Regions from separate parts of the Hordeum vulgare genome. Here region 1 is linked to region 2. Evidence: chromatin contacts called from public Hi-C data. All regions are on one chromosome and are shown on one strand. The core of a region is the stretch at or near the end of the contact, and the rest is flanking DNA. Distances in the headings are between cores, read along the strand shown.

What was found. Hi-C and Micro-C count contacts between places; a contact is called where the count stands out from the background.
Region 1: a contact with region 2 is called in a Hi-C map of seedling, with 2.3 times the contacts expected there. The contact joins the promoter of LOC123448899 here to the enhancer-like site in region 2. A contact is called at or near these places in 2 of 6 Hi-C or Micro-C datasets (leaf and seedling) and 1 of 1 datasets of contacts at active chromatin or transcription factors (embryo).

The regions. Positions count from the first base shown.
Region 1 is chr4H:449,591,878-449,598,842 of MorexV3_pseudomolecules_assembly, forward strand. It overlaps LOC123448899 (pyruvate decarboxylase 2), which reads left to right and starts at 4,296. Exons shown (of 6, transcript XM_045125934.1): 1 at 4,296-4,972; 2 at 5,076-5,239; 3 at 5,617-6,267; 4 at 6,374-6,491; 5 at 6,598-6,786; 6 at 6,896-6,965. The coding sequence starts at 4,445.
Region 2 is chr4H:449,435,606-449,442,970 of MorexV3_pseudomolecules_assembly, forward strand. No RefSeq gene overlaps it. Among protein-coding and RNA genes, the nearest start is that of LOC123448899, 160 kb to the right of the region's middle. Within about 2 kb of position 5,581, at least 3 of the 3 cell types and tissues checked have open chromatin away from gene starts, as enhancers often do. A contact at or near this core is called in leaf and seedling, where this site is marked.

The DNA.
Region 1 (6,965 bases), core at 3,046-5,545, 150 kb after region 2:
TAAATTATCATGTGAGGCCGTCTCGGAGGTGCTATATGTCATTTCCGACCTCATTTAAAATGCCTAGATAGGTAGATTAATTGCGCTTCACCTCTTGCCATATTTAACCACATTTTATATTGCCGTGTATCTAATCGGGATAGAACTAAATAATTAACGTGGAGTTTCGTCAATATGCAACTCGTTGCATATTGAACTTCACTTAATGTGTAGTGTTTGAGTGTTGTGAATTGTCATGCCGTGTCTTGCATGTGTTCAGCTGCTCATGCATCATATGTGTTGTGCATCGTGTGGTGAATTCCGTGTGTTGATTTGTGTTTCCGGTTTGATTCGTCTCGATAGAGTTCCGCAATGTGCCGGATTGTGAGGACCCGTTCGACTACGTCGGTTCGCCTGCTTCACGGAGGCATTCTTCTTCCAAGCGGGATCTCAGGCAAGATGACCATTTCCCCAGATACCATTACTATCATTGCCATGCTAGTATTACCGTTTCTATCGATTATGTCTCATTGCCTACCACATGTTAAATATCAGCCTCTCAACAATGCCATGAAAACCTTCAACCTGTTCGACCTAGCAAACCACTGATTGGCTATGTTACCGCTTGCTTAACCCTGTGTTAGCGTTGCTAGTTGCAGGTGCAGTTGCTTCCATGTGTTAACATGGGTTCCTTGTCATATCACCATATTAATGCTATTTAATTTAATGCACCTATATACTTAGTAAAAGGTGGAAGGCTCGGCCTTTCTAGCCTGGTATTTTGTTCCACCTTTGCCCCCTTAGTTTCGGCTACCGGTGTTATGTTCCATAATTGAGCGCTCCTAACACGATCGGGGTTGTTACGGCGACCCCCTTGATAATTCGTTTTAGATTAAAGCTGGTCTGGCAAGGCCCAACATTGGTACTATTTGCCCAACATAATAATTTGATAATACTGATGTGCATAGGGAGTTAGCCCTACCCGAGGAGTAATTCTACATAATACAGGGAGGGCCAGTGCTGATGGTGTTGGTCCAAAACAGAGCATTGTGCGGGGCCAACCCAGGGAAACTTGGGTGATTTCTATAAGGCCTCCGTACGCGTAGCTTATCTGTCTTGTCCTGAGAACGACATACGCGGCTCCTATCGGGATCGTCGACACGCCGGGCGGCCTTGCTGGATTAGTTTTACCTTTGACGAGATATCTTGTGCATCGAGATTCCGATGATGCTTTGGGTAATCTCAGAGCTGAGGTTTTCCACTAAGGAATCCGACGAGATCGCGAGCTTCGTGATCGAGGATTTCTATGCGGCTTGTGGTAATTTGTGATGGACTAGTTGGAGCACCCCTGCAGGGTTAAATCTTTCGGAAAGCCGTGCCCGCGGTTACGTGGCAACGTGGAAACTTTGTTTAACACTGGTTCTAGATAAATTAAAGTTAACTTAATTAAAATATGCCAACTGTGTGCGTAACCGTGACTGTCTCTTTCGTGAGTTCCTTCTCCGATCGAGGACACGGTGGGGTTATGCCTGACGTAGGTAGGTGTTCAGGATCATTCATTTGATCATCAGTAGTTTACGTCCGCTATGCGTAGATCTTTCCTCTCTTATCTCTTGTACTCGTAAGTTAGCCACCATATATTTATGCTTAGCCGCTGCTGCAACCTCACCACTTAACCATGCCTCACTCATTAAGCTTTGCTAGTCTTGATACCTTTGGAAATGAGATTGCTGAGTCCCCTGTGGCTCACAGATTACTACAACACCAGTTGCAGGTGCAGGTAAAGGTTACTTGACGCGAGCGCGTTGCTTGTTCATTTGGAGTTGCTTCTTCTTCTTCTTCATCATCGATCTAGGATGGGTTCCAGGCCGGCAGCCTGGGTTAGCAAGGATGGACGTTGTTCTTCTTTTCTCGTTTGTTTTCGTCCGTGGTCGGACCCTGCTCTTCTTCATGATGATTATGTATTGTACTGTTGTGACTCTGATGTAGCTGGTGGCGAGTGTATGCCAACTCTATTTATATATCTCTTCTTTTCAGTACATGTACTTGTAACGATATCCATTCTTGCGACACGACGAGATGCGTTTCTATCCCTGACGAGGCCTTCGTGCCAAATTGAGGATAGGGTCGCATCTTGGGCGTGACAAAAATGTTAAGCGTGAGCATGCACCTCCTGCAATCTTTGAACAATTTGTCCAGTTTCATTGGAAATTGCGTGATTGTCATACTCATATCCAGCTTCAGAATGACTTGATTGAGCACATGTGGACTCACATTGACAACCAGTAGATGCATTTATTGGTTTAAAAAATGTGCATACAAATTATAGATGGATTGTAATAATACTATTTAATATTATTTTTATTTTTGAATGGGTTCTAATAAAACTATTTTGGACGTGCAACAATTGACAGTTCAATTTTCGATTGGGTTGTATTTTCTCGAACGGACAAGATGCGACCGAAATACGACCGTGCGTTGGACGTACGAGTGACACATTCACGAATCTGGCCGAAAAGGATCCATTGCCATTCCAAATGGACGAAAAGTGGATGAAACAGACGTTTGTTTGAGGTCGTGCATTAGGCCAACTCGAGCGCATGACCCCATCCGGGCCCGCCCTGTCCGTTTGGGGCAAAACGGACAAACCCCACGGCCCAGCACGCGCCGCCCTGGACGCATCTCGTCTGTTTCGTGTCCAGACTGATCCATTTCCGGGGCAAACATGCGCCCAGTTTGGGTCCTGCCGGACAACAAGCGGACGCGCTAGAGCCCTCCTCTCGTCCGCGTCAGGGACGCGTGGCAGGTGGCCACCTACCTCCCATCGCCCGTATTTACTGCGCACGCCCGGTAGGCCCCACCTGTCATCCACTCAGGCGGGCGGTCGCTATCCTTCTAAAATGGGGAAGCCATTGACCGACACAGCGCACGCGCCCACTCCACTGCCTCCTCGGGATCGACATAGTGCACGCGCCCGCTCCAAACCCTAGCTTTCTCCCCTCCCTCGAGCTCTCCGACCGCCGACGGGAATGGGGTGGTGGAGCACCGGCGGCAAGGGGAAGGGGGCGCACGAACACGAGGCTGGGTCCTCGTCCGGCCGCCGCCGCACCGCAAGCGAACCGCGCCGTTCTTCTCCTCCGCGACGGCCTGCTCCGGCACCCTTCTCCATTGCCCCTCCGGGCGCCCCAGCGCGCTCCCGGCAGTACGTCCATGCGGATTTGTGCCGCCGATATTGGGAAACAAGGACCCCGCTTCCGTGGAGCGACGTCCACTTGACGAACAACTGGCACCTCTCCGCCGATCGGGTGCCGATCCCGCCGGTGCCAACGAGCGGTCGTGCCCGCCGCGACGAGATCCAACGCCGTCGATGCCGCCTCCCCGACGATCTCTACTACGACCCGAGGTACGTCGTGGATTCCCCCGTGTCGGACACGGCGACAGACACGACAGCAGCGCGGGGCGGCGCATTTTTATCTGTTTTCTAAATTATGTTAATTAAGGACCGTGGGCCGCGGAACCGTTGAATTATTAATGTATAATTATTAATGTTTGAATTTTATTTATATTTTTCTGACTTTTTTGTTTTTTCTTTTTTTTAATCACAAACGATTCGGGGTGTGACCTCGCGTTGGGCGCACCACCCGACTACGGACCCATCTGAACATTTATAACTCCATTGTCGCTCCAAACAAACCGAATTCGAACCAAACATGCCTTAGTTCGCCCGACTGGTCGTACGACGACCGGACTCACCTCTTGGCATTCAAGCATGACAGTGCGGTGCGGTTGACTGTCGTCCATGCACGAGTTGGTCTCGCCTCAGCGGCCGCGTTGCACTTGCACAGCAGGCAGAGGCAGGTCGGCAGGTTCCGGACGGACCGTAGCCGCTGAATGGAGTCCGACACGTGTGTGCTGCCCACCTTGCCCAGCAAACAAGACCCAAAACCGCGACTTGCGCCACAAACCAAAACCGCTGTCGCACGCCCAGCCCCAGCCCCAGCCCCCGCCCCAGCCCCCAGGGAAGGAAGGCAAGATCGCCACCGAAAACGAAGGAGCATTCATTGTCCCACGGCCAACATTCTAGCCTTGTCTCACTGACACGTGAACCTACATAATGCTCCGGCCCCACCGGTCAGTGGCCGAGAGCTGATCACGCACCGGGCCAGTTCCCACCGCCGCCCGTGGTTTTCCTTTTCCTTTCCCCGAAGAAAGCAGGCGAGTTTTGCACGACCACCCCCGTCTTCCCACGAAAACCCCAATCCCCATCGCGTCCGCAAGCCCAGGTATAAATGGAGGACGCCTTCCCCTCCCAGAAGACCACCAAAACCAGCACACGTCAACGGAACAGCTCAACAAAATCCCCACCAAGACCTCGAATATTCCCCAAAACCCCACCACCGCCCCCTCTGCCGCTCCCGCTCCCGCTCCAGCCCCACTAGTGTACTACTCGGATCGATCGATCGCGATGGACACCCACATCGGGTCCGTCGACGGGCCGTCGCCGGCGGCGGTGAACGGCGCGGTGGGATGCCCGGCGTCCGCGCCGGGGTGCCCGATCATGTCCTCCCACCCGGCGCCGTCAGCAGCCGGGGAGGCCTCGCTGGGGCGCCATCTGGCGCGCCGGCTCGTGCAGGTCGGCGTCAGCGACGTCTTCGCCGTGCCCGGGGACTTCAACCTCACGCTGCTCGACCACCTCGTCGCCGAGCCCGGGCTGCGCCTCGTCGGCTGCTGCAACGAGCTCAACGCCGGCTACGCGGCCGACGGCTACGCGCGGGCCCGCGGCGTCGGCGCATGCGCGGTCACCTTCACCGTCGGCGGCCTCAGCGTCCTCAACGCCATCGCCGGCGCCTACAGCGAGAACCTCCCCGTCATCTGCATCGCCGGCGGGCCCAACTCCAACGACTACGGCACCAACCGCATCCTCCACCACACCATCGGCGTCCCCGACTTCTCGCAGGAGCTACGCTGCTTCCAGACCGTCACCTGCCACCAGGTACGCGCCTACGCGCGTTTCCTTTCCTCATCATGCATTGCCTCTTCCCCATTCGATTCATCTCTCTAATCTCTTGACTCGATCTGGTTGGTTCTCGATTCAGGCGGTGGTGACCAACCTGGACGACGCGCACGAGCAGATCGACACGGCCATCGCGACGGCGCTCAGGGAGAGCAAGCCGGTTTACCTCAGCATCAGCTGCAACCTCCCTGGGCTACCTCACCCCACCTTTACCCGTGACCCGGTCCCCTTCTTCCTCGCCCCCAGGTACTGATAACTGCACCTACTCTGTTCTTATCCCAAGTCGTCGTTTCCGTGCAGTACGTAGTGCTTTGAATCTGATCAGAGGCTTTTTTCCCGATTATTGTGCCAACAGTTTATACCTTGGATCATGGAACGTTTCCCCCCAATTATCTACCGTGGGTCTTAACTCGTGATTTGCATGTACTAACTGCTGGGACCTTAAGATTTTATCGCCACAGAAATGTGCCCATATGAATCATTAGCATCGAGAATTTCAGATCGTGAATTCTGATGCTATAATCTGAAGCGACAGATGCACTGAACAGAGAATTGCTGTAATATATGATTGTATCTGAAGCCATGTGATGAACTGAACTGAACTGTGTTCTGAAACATTGCAGGATGAGCAACAAGATGGGGCTCGAGGCTGCAGTGGAGGCAACCGTCGAGTTCCTGAACAAGGCGGTGAAGCCAGTGCTTGTGGCCGGCCCCAAATTGCGGGTGGCGAAGGCGGGGAAGGCCTTCGTCGACCTTGTGGACGCCAGTGGCTATGCCTATGCCACAATGCCATCGGCCAAGGGCTTCGTGCCAGAGACGCACCCCCACTACATCGGCACCTACTGGGGCGCCGTCAGCACGGCCTTCTGCGCCGAGATCGTCGAGTCGGCCGACGCCTACCTCTTCGCTGGTCCTATCTTCAACGACTACAGCTCTGTTGGCTACTCGTTCCTGCTCAAGAAGGACAAGGCCATCATCGTGCAGCCTGAGCGCGTCATCATTGGGAACGGCCCGGCATTCGGCTGCGTCATGATGAAGGAGTACTTGTCTGCACTGGCCAAGCGGGTCCAGAAGAACACCACCGCCTACGAGAACTACAAGAGGATCTTCGTGCCCGAGGGCCATCCGCTCAAGGGCGAGGCGAACGAGCCGCTGCGTGTCAATGTGCTCTTCAAGCACATCCAGGACATGCTTACGGGTGACAATGCAGTGCTCGCCGAGACTGGTGACTCCTGGTTCAACTGTCAGAAGCTGAAGCTGCCCGAGGGCTGCGGGTGAGCTTTTCTGATTCCACAATGTTGTGATGGTGCATGTATGTTCCCTTTGTTGTTTGCATTGTCTCGTGCTAAGCAGGGTTGGTTGGTTGTTTGCGCACTGCAGGTATGAATTCCAGATGCAGTATGGCTCGATTGGATGGTCGGTGGGTGCATTGCTCGGGTACGCGCAAGGCGCAAGTGACAAGCGTGTTATAGCCTGCATTGGTGATGGGAGCTTCCAGGTGAAGTATCCCTCGATCTGATGATCTGCTGCTGCCGTGTGCTGCAATTTGTTTGCACTGCGTGCTGTTTCTAATGTGATGCCCGGGGAATTCCATCTGTCTGCAGGTGACAGCACAGGATGTGTCGACCATGCTGCGGTGCGAGCAGAACAGCATAATCTTCCTGATCAACAATGGCGGGTACACCATCGAGGTGGAGATCCACGACGGGCCTTACAATGTCATCAAGAACTGGAACTACACCGCCCTTGTGGAGGCCATCCACAACGGCGAGGGCAAATGCTGGACTGCCAAGGTAAGCACTGCACTCTTTTGTCCATTGGCATAGGCCAATGTAAGCATCAGAAGAAGAAGAGATGCGAGCTTGCAGAACTGCCGCTGATGCATGCTTTTGTGTTGCGCAGGTGAAGTGCGAGGAGGAGCTGACGGCGGCGATAGAGACGGCGCTGGGGGAGAAGAAGGACTCTCTGTGCT
Region 2 (7,365 bases), core at 4,331-6,830:
GTTAGTGAGTTGCACAATCTCATGGTCATGGGAATAGATACTTGACATGCAGAAAATAATAGCAGTAAACGAACACGATCACATGCTACGTTCATAGTTTGTGTCTTGTCCATCACATCATTCTCCTAATGATGTTATCCCGTTATCAAACGACAATTCATGTTTATGGCCAGGAAACCTTGACCATCTTTGATCAACGAGCTAGTCCATTAGAGGCTCACTAGGGACACAATGTTGTCTATGTACCCACACATGTATTGGAGTTTCCAATCAATACAATTCTAGCATGGATAATAAACGATTATCATGAACAAGGAAATATAATAATAACGACTTTATTATTGCCTCTACGACATATTTCCAACAGTCTACGACTTGTACTAGAGTCAATAATCTAGATCACATCACCATGTGATTTACAATGTTATGTATCTAACACCCATACAGTTCTGGTGTTGATCATGTTTCGCTCGTGGAAGAGGCTTAGTCAATAGGTCTGCAACATTCAGATCCGTGTGCACTTTGCAAATATTTATGTCCTCCTCCTTGATGTAATCGTGGATTGAATTGAAGCGTTGCTTTATGTGTCTGGTGCTCTTGTGAAACCTTGGTTCCTTGGCTAGAGCAATGGCACCAATGTTGTCACAGAACAGAGTCATTGGATCCAATGCACTCGACACAACTCCAAGATCTGACATGAACTCCTTCATCCAGAAACCTTCTTTAGCCGCCTCTGAGGCAGCTATGTACTCCGCTTTGCATGTAGAATTAACTTCCACGATTTTCTTAGAACTGCACCATCTTACTGCTCCCCTATTGAGAATATATGCGTATCCGTTTTAAGACTTAGAGTCATCTGGATCAGTGTTAAAGCTTGCATCGATGTAACCCATTATGACGAGCTCTTTATCACCTCCATAAACGAGAAACATTTCCTTGGTCCTTTTCAGATACTTAAGGATATTCTTGATCGTTGTCCAGTGTTCCATTCGTGGATCACTTTGAAACCTTCCCGCCATACTTATGTCAAGATTGACATCAGGTCTTGTGCATAGCATTGCATACATGATAGAGCCTATGGCAGAAGCATAGGGGACAATGCTCATCTTTTCTCTAGCTTCTGCAGCCAATGGGCATTGAGTCTTACTCAACTTCACACCTTGCAATACAGGCAAGAAACCTTTCTTGGACAGATCCATTTTGAACTTCTTCAAAACTTTGTCAAGGTATGTGCTCTGTGAAAGTCCTATTAAGCGTCTTGATCTATCACTATAGATCTTGATGCCTAATATGAAAGTAGCTTCTCCTAGGTCCTTCCTTGAAAAACTCTTGTTCAAATATTCCTTTACGCGTTCCAAAAATTATATATTGTTTCCAATCAACAATATGTCATCCATATATAATATTAGAAACGCTATAGAGCTCCCACTCACCTTGTAAATACAAGCTTCTCCATAAACTTGTATAAACCCAAACGCCTTGATCACCCCATCAAAGCGCTGATTCCAACTCCGAGATGCGTGCACCAGTCCATAGATGGATAACTGGAGCTTGCATACCTTGTCAGCATTCTCTGGATGGACAAAAACTTGTGGTTGCATCATATACAACTCTTCCTTAAGGAAACTGTTAAGGGACGTTGTTTTGACATCCATCTGCCAAATTTCATAATCGAAAAATGCAACTATTGCCAACATGATTCTGACAGTCTTAAGCATCACTATGGTTGAGAAAGTCTCATCGTAGTGAACTCCTTGAACTTGTGAACAACCTTTTGCCAGAAGTCGAGCTTTATAGATGATGACGTTACCGTAAGCGTATGTCTTCTTCTTAAAGATCCATTTATTCTGAATGACCTTTCGCTCTTCAGGTAATAGTTCTATAGTCCATACTTTGTTTTCATACATGGATCCTATCTCAGATTTCATGGCCTCTAACCATTTGTTGGAATCCGGGCCAACCATCGCTTCTCCATAGCTCATAGGTTCATTGTTTTCCAACAACATGACTGTTAAGACAGGGTTACCATACCACTCAGAAGCAGTGCGTGCGCTTATCAACCTACGAGGTTCAATAGTAACTTGATCTGAAGCTCCATGATCATCATCATTAGCTTCCTCTTTAATTGATGTAGGCTCCACAAAAACATCTTTCTATGCTCCGCTACTCTCTTGTTGAAGTAAAGGTTCAATAACCTCATCAAGTTTTTCTTCCTCCCACCCAATTCTTTCGAGAGAAACTCTTTCTCGAGAAATGTTTCGTTCTTAGCCACAAACACTTTGCCTTTGGATCTGAGATAGAAGGCATACCCAACTATCTCTTTTGGGTATCCTATGATGACGCGTTTCTCCACTTTGGGTTCGAGCTTTTCTGGTTGAAGCTTTTTGACATAAGCATCGCATACCCAAACTTTACAAAACGACAACTTTGGTTTTTTGCCAAACCACAGTTCATACGATGTTGTCTCTACGGATTTAGATGGTGCCCTATTTAAAATGAATGCAACTCTCTCTAATGCATAACCCCAAAATGATAATGCCAAATCAGAAAGAAACATTACAGAACGCACCATATACAATAAGGTAAGATTACGACGTTCGGACACACCATTACGCTATGGTGTTCCAGGTGGCCTCAACTGTGAAACAATTCCACATTATCTTAAGTGATTGCCAAACTCATAACTCAGATATCAATAAGGAATTCCTTCTTTTTCCGGGAGCCCATTCGAACAGAACTTCCAGGTTAAGCGTGCTCGGCTTGGAGTAGTTCTAGGATGGGTGACCGGCCGGGAAGTTGATCCCGGGTGCGCATGAGTGAGGACAAAGTGCGCAGAAAAGCCTAGTATTGATATGTGGGGCGAGTCTTGATCCAGCCAGCAGTAACGACCGCCGGCGGGTGTGTCCGGGGCGTTACACTCCGGTGATGGATGATCACTAGGGTGATATGATAATTATTTTCGTCAACAAGATCTATATTAGGGGTACATACTTGATTGCATTAGATGGACAACTCGACATAAACGAATGGAGGCAACTAGTGAGTGACCACAAGTTGAAGACTAGAGATCTGTGGATCTCTGTGCTCCACCATGTAGATGCATGCTTTTTTCTATTTTTCAAGATTGTTTCTAAAGGAGAAGAATTATGTACTAGTAGTTACGATGGTTAATATATGCATATCTTATGTTATACGTGTACATACACATTGTCATATCTTATCAAAATCAATGTGGGACGCAAACGTCGTTATGTATATGGTGATACAAAATTGCATTGCCGTGGCAGCGTTTTTTTGTTGCATTTTTATAATTATTAATGGCCTGCGAAAAAGATACAATGAGAGTAAAATTCTCTCCAATTTCTAAGGTGGGGAAATCCTGCACGCCATAGATATGTATGATATTGCCATTGTTGAGATATAGCCCACGCCATAGGTATTCCGGATACCGCTCGCGTCGGCGTCAACGTCAACAATATTTTTTAACTGTGGCGCCATATTTATGGCGTCGGATGTCCACACCAGCAATGCCATTTTTAACACACCATAGCTAGACTTTTCTACACTAGTGTTGCCCTTGTCCAATGGCGGCACCACCTCCTTTCCCTCGTCCATCTGCATCATCAACAGACGTAGTTCAAAGATCATCATTCAATCCTACCGGCCTAACGCTCCTATATTCACCCACGCTTCTTAGCGAGCACCTCACTCAAACCCTCTCTCATTTTCACCCACTCCTTTCTTCAACCTCTTTGTGTTTCACCACCTCTCCATCCCATGAACTCCAACCCCAACCCTTTTCCCTGGGGCATGCGATGGAGGGCATTCTTCCTCAGGTGCTTGCTCGGTGACCGTGCTAAGTTCGAGGACACAATAAAGTGTGCTCGAACTTCACCAGCAGGGAAGAAGTGCACAAGGAGGCCAACGTTGCGCTGAAGAAGGTGACGACGAAGGAGTTAAAGACGTTAATTCCTGACCCAGCGAAGGGCGCTGTGTCAGTCGATATCCTTCGCTGGGCCATGAATTAGGCCAACTCCGGCGACGCTCGACAGAGGGGCAAGTGGACCAAGTACAAGGAGTACAATCGTCCCAATGACGATCGTTTCGCGGTGTACTGGACGACACAAACTATGGTGGATCTGTCGGAGGGAGACAACAAGGTGCAGATGATGGCTAGGGCATCGATGGCATGCGGCCGTGCAAGACCCATCATTCTTGACCCACCGTTCTTGACGATGAGGAAGAAGACGAACGGGAAGAAGATGACACCAAGGAAGAAAAGAGGCCTGCGTTCCACCGCCGCTCGATGCGACTCCACAGTCGCTGTTGCTAGACAAGTAGGTTGTACCCCAATCCCCATCCCCGATGTAATCAACCGATTAGGCATGAAATCAACATGTGTTCAATCACCCCACCCTCGATGTGTTCAATCCCCTCCCTCACTCTCCTATCGTGTGCTCAATTAAATCTAGCTCGGCCTCGACGGAGTTACTCTAGAGAGATCAAAGAAACTTACCGCCATTGACGATGCCCTTCGGTGAAGGTGTGAAGTAGATGTGGTGGTCGTCGCCGTCGTAGGTCATGCTGCTGTCGCTCCGGTGGTCGTCACCGTCGGTGTGAGTGGGGAAGAGGGGAGATAGCGGCGAGGAAGCAAGGTGAAGATATTTTTATGACGACGCTTCGAGAAACAACGCGGCTTCTCGAGACTGCAGCCACGCTGCAACGGCCCACGTCCACGTGCCTAGGTTTGCATCCTCGGGTCTGGCTCCACAAAAACGGCTAGTTTGAGTGTTCATCTGAATGGAGGCCTAGAGATGCTTTAATGTTTATGCTATGCAGACAAACGAGTCCATACGGGTAACCAAACTGCCCAAGTTTCCCCGACGTAGATCTGGACCGATCTAATGCAGCCTACCAAACATGTCCCTAGTTGCATAAGAAGACTGCACAATATTTGCCCATGAACAAACACTGTTGCATGCCGTGTTGCCCATCGACGAGACTGGTGCAGCATCCGCCGATTTCATCGTGTCTAAACCAAGGGGCACAGCGGAAACGGTGCGGCGTGGGCAACCATGCTTCAGTTTTGGCTCCCCGGGTTAAGCCTGCCCAAGCTGCGGCCGTTCTGTAGAGCGAATGTTACAAGGCGTGCAGCATGGTAGCCAGTCTGTGGACGTACGAAGTGGCTACGACTTGGGTCGCTTCGAAGGCCGACGGAACGAGTGAAGGATGGATCGAGCGACGGAGCCAGCCCACTGGGTTTGACAACCCCCTGCCTCGTTCTTGCACGGCCACAGCCGCCCCCTTGGGTGTGGTGTCAGGTAGTTTCGTTCATGCAGATATGATACACGTATTTTGCAAGAAAAAAAAGACCTTATGATACAGGCGATCAATTTTTTAGTAATCCTTTTTTCGTGCTCAATGAAAGGCTTAAGCCGATCTCATACCTGACGTAACGGAGCACCGTGCACCGGCGGCTGAAGTGTCCTTTTCTAGCAAGCAGCAATCAGCGGTTCCATGATGGGCATATTCTGAGTTGGTGACGTCGTGAGTCGTTTCTGGCGGAGTGCTGCACGTTTGCACATGCATAGGCGCCTCTTTTGTCTGGGAGCGAAGCACTCGGAACTTGGAACCAAGTTTGAGGCTCAGGGCGGAAATGACCAAAACCGGTGGGAGGTTTTGGTTTACAGTAGGGCGGCCGACGCTGTTTCAGTTCCCAGTCCCACGTTGCTTTCTCTGCAGCGGGTCCACGTCCAGTCGTGTTCCAATCTTCTTGTTTTCTTTCGTGGGAGTAGGTTCCAACCTTCTTGCTAATGGATCTACTGTACTAACTAACAGTAACATTGTCCTAACACGTAAGGCAAAAGCATCTTGTGCATGCCAGGTTAGTGCCCCATCACTTGACGAGAGTCATAGCTCATAGCTTAACTTGGGCACCCAACAATCTCTCCCTCACATATCGGTCATCCATGGACCCGCTAACACTAACGTTCCAGCCCATCTATCTTGACCGACGACCCGTGAGTCCACCGAGATTTATTCCGGGCACCTGGGCTCTGATACCACTTGTTACGCAATCCCGGATCCGTTAACACCAGCGTCTCCGACCCACATGCGTCAACAGGCCCAACCGGAGAGCAACACCGACTTATGACAGGCTTTGGGCCCTCTCCCCTCAAAAGACTAGCCTGTTCGGAGGGGACACCCTCACCCTTATAAATCGTGTTATGTCTCCTTTCACAACCGATGTGGGACTAAACCCAACATGTACAGCGAAAATTGGCATGGACACGCAAGTGCACGAACAGGCATATGTGAAAAATGTCTCTAGCCGTCCATCTACGCCGTGATCAACTGATCCAGACACTTATTTGGAGAGAAAATGGTTGAGAATTTGATGGGAATTCCTAATTGTGTGAATACGAAACAGTAAATGTGTTTATATTATATAAATACTTCTGCAGGCCGTGCTTATAGGTGTGTCTATTTGTGTGTATAGACCATTCTCGTTCTTTTACATCCTCATTCTTTTACAAACCATGATCCATGAGTTTCAACAATTGTTCATGTTCTTCCTTCGTCCCTGTTCCGCTTTTATGTTGTTTCTCAGTTATGTTTTCCTCTCTAATTTTATCTTTGTTTTCCTTATGTTCGATTATTTTCTTTACGTGATTTTTACTCATCCGTTCGTGTGTCCTATATGGTGTCTATTGCATGCATCATTCTTCCCATCCAAAATTGCTACTCTTGCTTTTCTAAGTTTTTCTGTTTTCTCGTCTCAAATATGCATCCTTCTATTCTTCAATAATTGCATCTACTATCAAAATTTATTTGTGAAAGCACTTCAATGCGATGGTTTTGATTTTTACCCTAACAGGTATGGTTTTAATTATGTTCTTGAAAATGCATTGTTTTTTTCCATCATTTGATTTCATTTTCATTGTTAAAAATATGCCCCTCAAAGGTGTGGGCTTGCACCGAGAAATCACACCATGTGGTGGCAAAGAGGCTCACGATGCGAGGAGTGTTGTGGACTAGCCATTGCTTCATCACTCACCTAAAGGTAGGCGGATGACAAGCATGATGATGTTTTTCCTCCTCCTTGATGTGCATGTAGAACATCATTGGCTCATGTGCCCCTTCCTTGTGGCCCGTCCTAGGCCTCCGGCCAACGCCTAACGGTTGGCTCATCACGGCTACCCTACCCGGCACCTCCACCCTCACGAACGAGTGGTTGGTCGAGATGATGTCCTAGGTATCCTCAACGCCACCCATGACATGTGCCTATCCACTAGCGGCGTCCCACTCCATCTTCACAACCTTGTCAATTCAGTAGATGAGAGTAACCACAACTGCACTGCTCAT